3 separate regions of the Mus musculus genome follow, and regions 2 and 3 are each linked to region 1. Evidence: chromatin contacts called from public Hi-C and promoter capture Hi-C data. All regions are on one chromosome and are shown on one strand. Each heading gives the region's core, a stretch centred on a gene start, on an enhancer-like site or on the middle of the called end of the contact. The rest is flanking DNA. Distances are from core to core; before and after follow the strand shown.

The links. Promoter capture Hi-C pulls out the DNA fragments that hold promoters and counts their contacts. Hi-C and Micro-C count contacts between places; a contact is called where the count stands out from the background.
Region 2: a Hi-C map of B cells shows a contact between it and region 1, with 7 read pairs. The contact joins the promoter of Atg16l1 here to the promoter of Ncl in region 1. A contact is called at or near these places in 2 of 39 promoter capture datasets (hippocampal neurons and pre-B cells), 3 of 484 Hi-C or Micro-C datasets (B cells, CD8 T cells and muscle stem cells), 2 of 115 datasets of contacts at active chromatin or transcription factors (astrocytes and thymic regulatory T cells) and 2 of 9 other capture datasets (adipose tissue and liver).
Region 3: a promoter capture Hi-C map of pre-B cells shows a contact between it and region 1, with 2.0 times the contacts expected there. The contact joins the promoter of Snorc here to the promoter of Ncl in region 1. A contact is called at or near these places in 2 of 39 promoter capture datasets (liver and pre-B cells).

Annotation. Positions count from the first base shown.
Region 1 is chr1:86,357,664-86,361,488 of GRCm38.p6, reverse strand. It overlaps Ncl (nucleolin), which reads left to right and starts at 2,034. Exons shown (of 14, transcript NM_010880.3): 1 at 2,034-2,283; 2 at 3,266-3,382. The coding sequence starts at 2,266. C130036L24Rik (RIKEN cDNA C130036L24 gene) reads right to left here and starts at 1,905. Exons shown (of 2, transcript NR_015507.3): 1 at 1,482-1,905.
Region 2 is chr1:87,753,994-87,757,818 of GRCm38.p6, reverse strand. It overlaps Atg16l1 (autophagy related 16-like 1 (S. cerevisiae)), which reads right to left and starts at 1,808. Exons shown (of 18, transcript NM_029846.4): 1 at 1,505-1,808. The coding sequence starts at 1,619. Gm33517 (predicted gene, 33517) reads left to right here and starts at 2,073. Exons shown (of 4, transcript NR_157047.1): 1 at 2,073-2,494.
Region 3 is chr1:87,468,243-87,472,067 of GRCm38.p6, reverse strand. It overlaps Snorc (secondary ossification center associated regulator of chondrocyte maturation), which reads right to left and starts at 1,867. Exons shown (of 3, transcript NM_028473.2): 1 at 1,657-1,867. The coding sequence starts at 1,729.

The DNA.
Region 1 (3,825 bases), core at 785-3,284:
GGTACTTGGCTCTATTTGTATAATAACTGGACAGTTACTGATCTTGGTTTTGTGCATACCAGACAGGCACTAACATCCTCACACCACCTCTATCTTATTTTTTTGAGCAGGGTCACCTTTCATGGCTAGACAGGCTGGTTAGCAGATGCCAGGGATCCTCCTGTCCTTGCTCCCTGTAACCCCCAGTGCTGGAGTTGTTAGTTATATGCTGCCACCCCATGCTTTCTACAGGGATATTGGGGATCCAATATGATATGGTTATATTCAATTATAATTTGTATAAGCATCACACATGGATTAGGTGTTGATTCCACAGAAACACCAAATCCTGCAAGCTGTCCCTGCTGCTGGTGCACTCAAACTTCTGTTCACTCCAGTTAGCAAGTAATTTCCAACACTATCATATGCCAGGCAATGCTTTAGGTACCAAGAATAAAGCAGACAACAGTCTGTGCTGTCTGGGGAAGGGGCAAATGAACAATAAATGGCCAAGAAAAGTACTAGGCAGCTGATATCTGAGAGTGTAACTAACCTTGGGTGCAAGCAGAGGTCTCTTAGTGGCACTGTACACCAGAGGGCTGAGGATAGCCCATACAGATAGATTGGATTGACAAAGGAAGCCATGTCACCCAAGTCATTTCACACTCACAGCTCATCTTCTTGTCTCCTCCCGAATGCCTTTAGCTTGCTCTGCTTGGAAATATCTAGAGTCTTCCTCACACCACCCTTCCTACCTCTCTACCCAAGAGTCTCCCTTGGTTCCATAATATACAGTACAAGGTGTGACCGGTCTCGCTATAAAGACAATGCCCCCACACCACAACTCGGGTTCGCCATCTCCTGCCCTGACAAGAGCGCACTGGTGTGTAGCTGTGGCTGCCCTCCACCGCGTTGGGAAGGCCGTAGTAAGTAAGCATCACACAGTGACTATTTCTACTTATCTCCAAAGGCCCGAGTTCAGATAAAAAAACTTGGGGACTCAACACATCCCACTCGCATTAAAATCTCCCGAGGTTGAAGTCAGGTATGATGGCATATGACTTTAATCACAGCACTAGGGAGGCAGGGGGATCTCTGAGTTCAAGGCCAGCCTGGACTACAGCGTGAGTCCCAGGGCAGCCAGGAATACACAGAGAAAACCTGTCTCATAAAATAACATCTCCTAGGTCGGGCCAGGCGTGCCGATACAGGTCGAGGCTAACATGGTCTACATGTGTGCTCTAGGACAGTAAAGAATAAAGTCCTATCTCAACTCCGGACGAAAACTCCACAGGTCATTTCTAGTGGATGTTGTTAGCTGATGAAGGGCGCCTGTGTGCTATGCTTGGAACCAGTTGGTTGCAATCCATTTAAAGCAACGCCAGACAACTCTCTCGTTCCCCCCGCCATGGAGGGAACCTGTGAGCGTGGTCACAGGCGGGCCGAGTACTTCTCCCCACCACACCAGGAAGTCACCTCTCTGAACCTGGAGTTATACCTACCGCGAGAGGTCACCGACATTACATGGATCGCTTGTGCACTGCTCGTACACACACACACGCACAACTGCTTTTATTAGGAGCTCTCAGGAAAGCGGGGACTCGCATCATAGCCAAGAAGCCGTTCGCGACTCCGCGGAGAACAGGCCGAGGCCCGCTCATCAGCCCGAGGGAACCCTAGGCCTTCCGGCGTTCTTCAGCAGGACCACGCGGCGCGGGGGAAAGCACCGAGAAACGCCCAGACCACCTGAGCATCGCCGCCCATGCTGCCTCGGAACACCTGAGGGAATCCGGGCCACGCCGCCACCTACCCGCGCCTCACACACAAGCCGCGCCAAACTCGCCCGTCCCACTGCGCAGGCGTGGGGAGAGCCCGGCGCTCAGGAGCATTCAAAGGACCCGCACACTGACCAGTCAACGTCCGCCTGGGCCCAAACGAGTCCCGCCCTCAGGAGCAGACGTCAGGCCCCGCCCCTAAGAGCCCCGCCCTCGTCAAGCCTTAGGCCCGCCTCACGCTGCCCCGCGTTAAGGCTCGCGGTTGGCTCCGGGGACGGACGCGAGCTCTGGTTGGTGGAGCCGAAGTCACGAGGACCCCCTTCGTCGCCTTTCCAGAGGCGATTACTGGGCAGGCTCAGTCTTTTGCCTCAGACGCTAGCTGTAGCTGGCAGGCGGTTGTACGTGCTCCAGAGTCGTCGGTACCCGCTACTGCAGTCGCTTTCGTGTGGCTTCCGCTGAGCTCTTCCGAGCTGCTCGCTCTCCACACGCGCCGCCGCCGTAATCCGCCACCATGGTGAAGCTCGCAAAGGTAAGAGGCCTTGGCGCGCCGACGCGGACGACTAGGCCCCTGCTTTCGGAGGGACGCGCGCGCGCCCGCCCGTCCGTCGCGGAGGGGAGGAGGGCTTGCGCGCAATCCCGGGCGCGTTCGAGGGCGCCATGCTGGGGGGGAAAGTCTCGCGCGACTAGCGGGAGGTCTCGCGGTGCTTGCCCTCTGACTTAGGGGGATGAGAAGAGCGGAGGCAGGTTTCCGGGAGGGCGATATCGAGGGTTCGGATGTAGCGGGCGGGAGGGGACGGTGTGAGGAGAGATCGGAGGAGCTGAGAGCGGATAGGGGCACGGCGTGGGAAGAGAGGGCCAACCTTAGGCGGCGAGCGGTCCCGGGGCCCCGCCTCCCCGCGCACGTGCTCTGGTGCGCGGCCCGCCACGTGCTCTGCGGAGCCCCGCACGTGTCGCGCGACCCGGGGCAGTGGGGGAGTGTCTGTAGTACCCCGGAAAGGGGGACGGCAGCGTGGGGATGGATGGGTGGCCCGGCGATCTGCTGTCTCTGCCGGTGACCGGGATGGACACGTGGTGGACCCCTGAGGTGGCGGCGTGGTGACTCCACGTGGTGGGGCTGGAAGCGAGAGAAAGTGGGAAGCAGTTGGGTTACGTGGTGCTGCTTTAAGAGGTGATTTCGAGATACCCCCTTCCCCAGCAAATAACTTAAAGGGATCCCTTTAACTGGGTTTTTTTTTTTTTTTTTTTTTTTTTTTTGTGGAAGATGCCAGAAAATAGATGGCCACGACTAGGAGACTTTATAACCTGTGGCTGTTTCTTGGTGTAGAGTTCTGTCTGCTCAGTTATCTGTGAGAAGGAAAAAAAAATTATGCGCGGTTCGCAGAAAAAACTGCCAGGAGAATGCCATGCCTGGCCAAGAAGAAGTCTTTATGCTTGTGTCCTTTAGTAAGAAAAAGGTGGTGGCCAAAGGCAAAGTGACTGAAAATGCGTGCAATTTTTGTGTGCGTTTGTAGGCTGGCAAAACCCACGGTGAGGCCAAGAAAATGGCTCCTCCTCCAAAGGAGGTGGAAGAGGATAGTGAAGATGAAGAAATGTCAGAAGATGAAGATGACAGCAGTGGAGAAGAGGAGGTAAGAAGCTATTTGCAGCAATAAACCGGTGGAATTGAATGTCTGGAAGTCTTAGAAATACAGGATATGTAGTAAATGGTTGAATGGCAAGCCCCTTCCTCCCTCCCTCCCTCCCTCCCTCCCTCCCTCCCTCCCTCCCTTCCTTCCTTCCTTCCTTCCTTCCTTCCTTCCTTCTGCAAGACAGTCGGCAAAACAGGGGACAGAAACAGGCAGAATTTTGAGTTCCAGGCAAGCAGGGAGTAGTACATAGTGAAACCTTGTCTCAAGACCGTTGTTATGGTCATGCTCAATCAGATTTCTTAGAAAAGCTCAGGTGCTGAGTCCAGTTTTTTTTTTTTTAAAGTATTGAAAGCCATGTCTCCTTATTTCAGGGTTTAATGTTTATCTTTGTGTGTGCGCGCACCCATTAAGCATGCTTGGTACCCTCATACTAGAATGTACTT
Region 2 (3,825 bases), core at 559-3,058, 1.4 Mb before region 1:
GGAAAGAATCTTCATTATTTAAAATATTTCCCATCTCTGACTGTTCCAATGGTTTGACACTCTCCTACCAATAGGTTATCCAGTTTTGAAATTTAAAAAAAAAAATCAAAACAAAACGAAAATGACTCAAGTTGTCTCCAAGATTATTATAGATGTTGTTTAATGCCCTTATATACACTCTATTTTTATGAAGCAGGCAGGGCATATCTTCACTCCCATTTTAAAGATGCACCAAACTAGAAATGTCTGTAAGGACCTAGTGAGATCTCTGACCCAATCTGTCAGATTTTAACTACATTATCTTTTAAAGAGAAACAAGAACGGAACCCATAAAACGTGTAAACAGATTCCTGGGCTACATTAATAGCCATTGCTCTCCCAGAGTGCAAGGAAGCAACACACCAGAGACAGCGTCCCTTTCCTGCTCTCCTTTTAAAGGGCTAAGTGCTGAGAAAGAGCCATTCCTCAGGAGAGCCAACAAAGGCAAATGCACAAGTGTCTTAAAACCAATGTCTAACCTCAGCCCCAACATTAACCCATACTGCAACTTCATCATCGTTGGCCTTGGTGCTTCATAAAAATTTAACATGAAACAATACATGCCAATTACTTAAAATGCTCAAACGTGTGTGCAAATCGAACCACTCAGGAAGCATAAAAAAAGTATGGGACTATTTTATCTTCTGTCATTTATACTGACTTAATTAGTCTGGAGTGTTTTTGATTGTCAAGTACATCCCCAGATGATTCTAACGTGTAAATAACTACTGATTTATCCCCATCAGAATGCAAATAGCAGTACTACGATTTCAAATCCCACTACCCGCAAAAACTTAGGAAGACTATGCCCAGGCTATCTCAGGAAGCAGATGGAACCTCAGGATCGAGGAGTGTCAACGCATTCGTTCAAATGTGAAACAGATTGGCTAAATTGGGAACACGAGGCACGAAAATGATCGTTGAGAACCCGCCTTAAGAATACAAGATACTTTCGATCCTTAAAATTCGCAAAGAGCGGCGAAGAGACCACTCTTTTTTTCTCACTTAAGGCTTTCAATAATAGCAAATGACCCAGTGGACAAATCCTAAAACTCAAATGTGTACCAACAATATGGAGAGGCCTGAGAAGTCAAAAACCACTAGTTCCACAGCATTCCGAAGAGAACGTCCATCTCTCGAGTTAATGCGTAAAGTCAATCTCTGTCTTGAACTCGATTCCTTAAACACGACGTTTTTGGAGCCTGACTACCTAAGTGCATCGGCGCCGCCTGGGTTATCGAGATTTACAACTGCAAACGATGTCTGTGGAAAGAACCTGGAAAAGGGGAACCCTCCATGATCGCGCCTAAGGTTTAAGCCAAAGAAGGAAGGTAAGCAACGAAAGGGCTCGAGACGTGCGGGACGCCAGGTCCCCGACGAGGCCGCCATGCGCGCGGGCGGAGCCGGGGTTCTCGCTGCCACGGCGCGTTCCACTCCCCGCCCCGGGCCCGCGCGTGCCGCTCACACTGCAGAATGATCTCCTCGAACGCCTGCCTCTGCAGTCGGTCCCGGCGCCTCAGTTCCTCCGCGATGTGACGCTTCCAGCGGGGAAAGTCTGCGGCGCGCAGGCCCGACGACATGCCGAACGCTGCCCCGGCGCCTCAGGGCGGCCGATCCGTGCCGACACTGGGGGGCTGCAGGCTGCAGCGTGCTGCCAGCCGCCAGCGAACAGAAGCCGGCCGCCGGAACCTCACCTTCCCACACAGGGCACCCGGAGGCGATCCGGGAAGATTTTCCGGTCTCTGCCGGAAATTATTCTGGAGAAGGCCGGAAGGCCCGCCTCGTAGCCCGACGTCCTAGGCCGCGCGCAAGCTCCCGGCCGAGACTTCGCGGGACGCTCTCAAATGACGCAACCTTGAAGCCGGAAGCGTCGGTGATGAGAGGCAGCCGCTGGGAGGCACCCTGGCTTCGCGGAAGAAGACAGGAAATGGGGTGGTTTTGTCCGGGGGTGTCTGTTTCCTTCCTCCTTTTACATTGTGTGTGCATCTTTTTTTTTTTTTTTTTTTTTTTTTTTTTAATTTCAGCTCAGAAGTGGGAGCTCCCCTGTGTATAGTGAATGATTGTCGTTGAGTGACAACCTCCCTAAGTATTAGGTGCCTAACCTGTAAAATGGGGGTAGTAATGGTATTTAACCGGAAGGTGAAAAGCCGTGAAATGTAATTTCTCTCTGCTGCATGGCAAAACTGTCTTCACATAGACAACTGCGTCCCTCCAAGACCTACGCAAACTGAATTTTAGCTCATGCCTGTGTGTGCCTTCAAGGCTGATCTCAAACACCTAGACTCAAACCATCTTTTTGGTCTTTTGGTTACTACGCTCTCAAAGGATATGAATCAATTGAGAGACACAGTTTAAAGAGAAATTTAGCAAAGTAAACACGCCAAAGAGAGGAGTGGATTTTTTTTTAAAAGATATCTTTGTTGGGGATTTATTTTTTTTTCTTAATGAAAAGGAGGTGAGTAGCATAATTCATGGAGTAAGGCCACCCATTTCTCTCTCAAAACAAGGAAGATTGGTTCAACCTTTTAGGGTACTTCTGGTTTTCCAGAAAAGCCCACAGGTTGAGGCTGGAGGAATGCAGACTGTAAACTCATACACACACATACTCACACACACACACTCGCCGTGGAGCCTTGGGTAGTATTATTATCACTTTTTTTTTTTTTTTGAGATTCACAATTTTTCTTTATATACATTTCAAATGCTATCCGGAAAGTTCCCTATACCCTCCCCCCGCCCTGCTCCCATACCCACCCACTCCCACTTCTTGGCCCTGGCATTCCCCTGAATTGGGGCAAATAAAGTTTGCAATACCAAGGGGCCTCTCTTCCCAGTGATGGCCGACTAGGCCATCTTCTGCTACATATGCAGCTAGAGATACAAACTCTGGGGGTACTGGTTAGTTCATATTGTTGTTCCACCTATAGGGTTGCAAACCCCTTCAGCTCCTTGTATGCTCTCTCTAGCTTCTCCACTGGGGGCCCTGTGATCCATCTTATAGATGACTGTGAGCATCCACTTCTGTATTTGCCAGGAAGACAGTTATACCAAGGTCCCTTCAGCAAAATCTTGCTAGTGTGTGCAATAGTGTCTGAGTTTGGTGGCTGATTATGGGATGGATCCCCAGGTGGGGTAGTCTCTGGATAGTCCATCCTTTTAGCTCCAAACTTTGTCTCTGTAACTCCTTTCATGGATATTTTGTTCCCTATTTTAAGGAGGAATGAAGTATCCACCTGTTGGTCTTCCCTCTTCTTGATTTTCTTGTGTTTTGCAAATTGTATCTTGGGTATTCTAAGTTTCTGGGCTAATATCCCCTTATCAGTGAGTGCATATCATGTGTGTTCTATAGTGATTGGGTTACTTCACTCAGGATGATATCCTCCAGATACATCCATTTATCCAAGAATTTCATAAATTCATTGTTTTTAATAGCTGAGTAGTACTCCATTGTGTAAATTATCACATTTTCTGTATACATTCCTCTGTTGAGGGACATCTGGGTTCTTTCCAGCTTCTGGCTATTATAAATAAGGCTGCTATGAACATAGTGGAGCATGTGTTCTTATTACCAGTTGGAACATCTTCTGGGTATATGCCCAGGAGAGGTATTGCTGGATCTTCTGGTAGTATTATGTCCAATTTTCTGAGGAACCGCCAGACTGACTTCCAGAGTGGTTGTACAAGCTTGCAATCCCACCAGCAATGGAGGAATGTTCCTCTTTCTTCACATCCTCCCCAGCATCTGCTGTCACCTGAATTTTTGATCTTAGCCATTCTGACTGGTGT
Region 3 (3,825 bases), core at 618-3,117, 1.1 Mb before region 1:
TGAGGCGGGAAGGGTGGCAGGCTGGAGTACCCCAGGAGTACCCCATCTCCTCTTTCCTGCTATGAGACTGCAGCCCAGGAGAGACAGGGCCACAGACCTCGTACACACCTGTGCAGACCTATGCGTCCATGGCTAGTTCTGAGAACCTCCTATCTCCCCACTCCCAGAATAGCCAGAACCCCAAAACCCAAGGTGGGATTTGCATGCTCATGCCTGCTGTGGGCCCGCCTGTTCCTAGGGGAGAAGGAAGTCGTGGAAAAAGAGGGAGGTGAGGTCAGGCGAGGTCTTGGCTATTCCCAAAGCTTCTGTGGGAACAGAAAGCCCACCCACTAGAGTTGTGTATGTATAATCTGACCGGGGCTCTGGCTAGAGGCTTAGGTTGGAAGAAACCTAACAGAAACCTGGACAGGAGCCACTAGGAAGGCTCCAGCTGCAGGGTCCTGCCAGGCAACAGCCTCACTGTGGCAGGAAGCGGTGTGGGTCTCAGCTCCAAGTCCTAGGCAATAGAAAATGCCTCCTCCCACTGTAAGTCCTAACTCAGGGGTACTTCAGGCTACATTACCGAGCACAGCTCCCACTCCAGAAGCTGGGTGTGTCCCAACATATGAGAAGAGATGGTTCTCCCCAAAATCCATTCGGGCTTTGAACCCTGCTCACACTCTGAACACTGAGTGTTGACTGGACATTTGGCCATCCTCAGAGCCCTGCATTGAGCCCTGGTGAGGCCTTAGCATCCCACTATGAGGGAGGCAGCGTAGTGGGTGCCACCTTCTACAGATTAGGAAATGGCCAAGAGAGGTATGAGCCAGGCTGGGCAGAGTCAGGTCTTTAGCTATTTCCTGGGGTGTTGAGGGGAGGTAGAACGGCCCACAGACCACCGTCACCATCCTGGGGTGTGGCCGCGAGTTCCGAGGCTATGCTTCTACCACAGAGGTGACTTCTTTCCTTTGTAGACACACAGACACCCCTAAAGTTCAGGCAGCAATGTTGTAAGACAACCAGGGAACCCAGAGGCCTTTCTGCAGACTACTGAACAACTGCGCGAGATTTATTTTCTCATAATCAAAGCCTATCTGTGCCTATGTCCCTGCTCTGAAGCAGACCCAGAGCAGGCCTGCCATGCAGTGTTTTTTTCAGACCCCAGAGAGGCCACCTAGGGCTCAGTCCAGTTTCCTCACTATCCTGCAAAAGACTCTAAGAAATATTTATCTCTATGGGGACAGCACCTAGGTCGTAAGTCAGAAGGAAAGGGTTTGCAGAATTTAAAGGAATCATGAGTCTCTGGGTTTTCTGCCCAGAGGGTCTCTGGCCTTTAGCCCTTTGCCTTATGTCTGATGAGTCCTCCAGCCTCCCAGGTCCAGAAGTCTCCAGGTGTTCTAGCGGCAAAGTATTACCCCAAGAACATCAGACAGCCAAATGTACCAGACCCTGATACCCAAGTCTTTTTCAATGGCCACCCATCCTGCTGCTAACATACATCATCTTACTCGGTTTCTACCAGCCAGCATTGTGGGAGTCTCCCAGAATCACCACAGCTGGGAATCCCACCTTGTGTGAGGGGCTTGTACCCCATAGGTACTGGAGGATCTGGTCCCAGTGGTAGTTATTGGCCCTGAGAAGTTGGTAGCAGCAGAGCTGAGGGCCTGCGCCCCTTACCTGTGAGCACCGCAGGGGCCAGGACCCCAGAGATGAGCAGCAGCGCCACGCGCAGGGCCAGACAAGATGCCATCCTGGCAGGGAGTGAGCAGTCTTATGGGACACAGAGGACTAGGCGGCTGGGCTCAGGCAGCGGGAAAGAGGCTTCAAAGAGCTGGGAAGGGTTTTCATCAATGCAAACTCTGTCCTCCTGGGACACCGTGCCCGCCCCTCACACATGCACGCGCATGCACACACACACACACACACACACACACACACACACAGAGAGAGAGAGAGAGAGAGAGAGAGAGAGAGAGAGAGAGAGAGAGAGAGAGAGAGCGCACTCAGACAGACCTGCAGTCCTGAACTACCAAACAGCCCCACCCTGGAGAGGAGAGGAGAGGAGAGGAGAGGAGAGGAGAGGAGAGGAGAGGAGAGGAGAGGAGAGGAGAGGAGAGGAGAGGAGAGGAGAGGAGAGGAGAGGAGAGGAGAGGAGAGGAGAGGAGAGGAGAGGAGAGAAAAGGGGAGAGAAAGGGAGAGAAGGGGAGGGGAGGGGAGGGGAGGGGAGGGGAGAGAGAGGGTTCCTTTCCTCTCTCTCTGTCTCTGCCCTGCTCCCCTCCTCTTTCTCTTCTCTGTCTCTCTGTCTCTGTCTCTCTGTCTCACTCTCTCTGTCTCTCTCTCTCTCTCTCTCTCTCTCTCTCTCTCTCTCACACACACACACACACACACACACACATATTCCTGGACTAGTGAAAGTACAAACTTTCCCAGCCTCCCAAGACAGGAGCCTCACCCAGGCACAACAAATGCCTTGAGCCACTGTGCTCAGGACTCTGGGAGACCCTGCTCAGGACCCTTCCACTGGCCCTTACTAAAGCTAAGGTTGTGAGGCATTTTCTATTAAAGCCCCTTGGCCAGCCGCTCTAGGCCCCTTCCAGGAAGGTCTCAATGCACAAGTCCTTCTCCCTGGCTCCCTTGTTCTTGTAGGCACTCTCCACTAATCCAGAGACTCAGTTTCACCTTTAAGCCTGGGCTTGGCTCAGAGTTCAGCTCACTACCTTCCCAACAGGTCTGACCAAGCACATTGGCCTCCTCAGCCTCTGCCTACACCCACAGATGGACTTCAACACACGCGCGCACACACACACACACACACACACACACACACACACACACACACAGGTGTGCTCACCCTGCAAGTTCCCCAAGTCTCTTAAGCCCCTGAGGCTCTGCTACTTCATAGTTTTCCAAACAAAAAGGCAAATTCCCTAGCCAGTCTTCCCTCTGCTTTCCTGCTCTCTCCCTATGTTCCAGCTGCTGGCCCCAACAATAGGGCTCCTGCAGGATACTAGCGTGGCTCCTGCCCCAGGGCCTTTGCACTCTATCTTCTTCCCTAGAAAGTAGTAGCTACACTCATCATCATGTTTCTCCAGGTCTGAGCTTGGTCAGTCAGCCTGTGTCCTGTCGTTGGGTCACTTTAAGGTTCTTCACAGCACTTACATTTTTATGAATTTTCATATCGCTCCCCCTTGTGTGTTCATTTTCAGAAGAGAAGCATGCACACGAGGTGCATGAATCAACCTTTCGTTGCTGTGACAAAGTGCCAGAGATGACTTTTTAAAAGAGTTTACTCTGGCTCATGGCTGCAGGTTTTATGGTCCTGGTCAACTTGTCCTGTTGCTTGAGCCTACGGAGAGGCAGAGCATCACAGTGGTGGCAGGGAACAGGGGAGGCTGCGGTTCTCACAGCAGAGGAAGAAAGGCAGGGAGACACACCTGGCTGGGGACAAGACACACTTTGAAAAGCATGCTGAGGTCTACTCCCAACCAGGTTCTGCTTCCTTCAGCTGTGAACCCATCGATGAAACAGCTAAGTCACTAATGAAGTTACCACACACATAATGCAATCTTTTCTCAATAGTGCCACCAGCTGGAGACTATACCTTCAACACACGAGCCTTTTGGGATGACACTTCATATCCAAATCATAAAAAAAAAAAATGTGCAGAAATTTTGTGTACAGGTCAGCGAACTCTTGTATCCATGTACATGTGTGTAATCTCTGCCCCCATCAGCCAAAACCACGCTCGGCATGCCAGCATGGCTCCTCTCAAGCCCACACCCACCGATGGGCATCTTTGCTTCTGGTGCTGGGACATATACTGCCCTAAGAGTGTGTCTCAGAGCA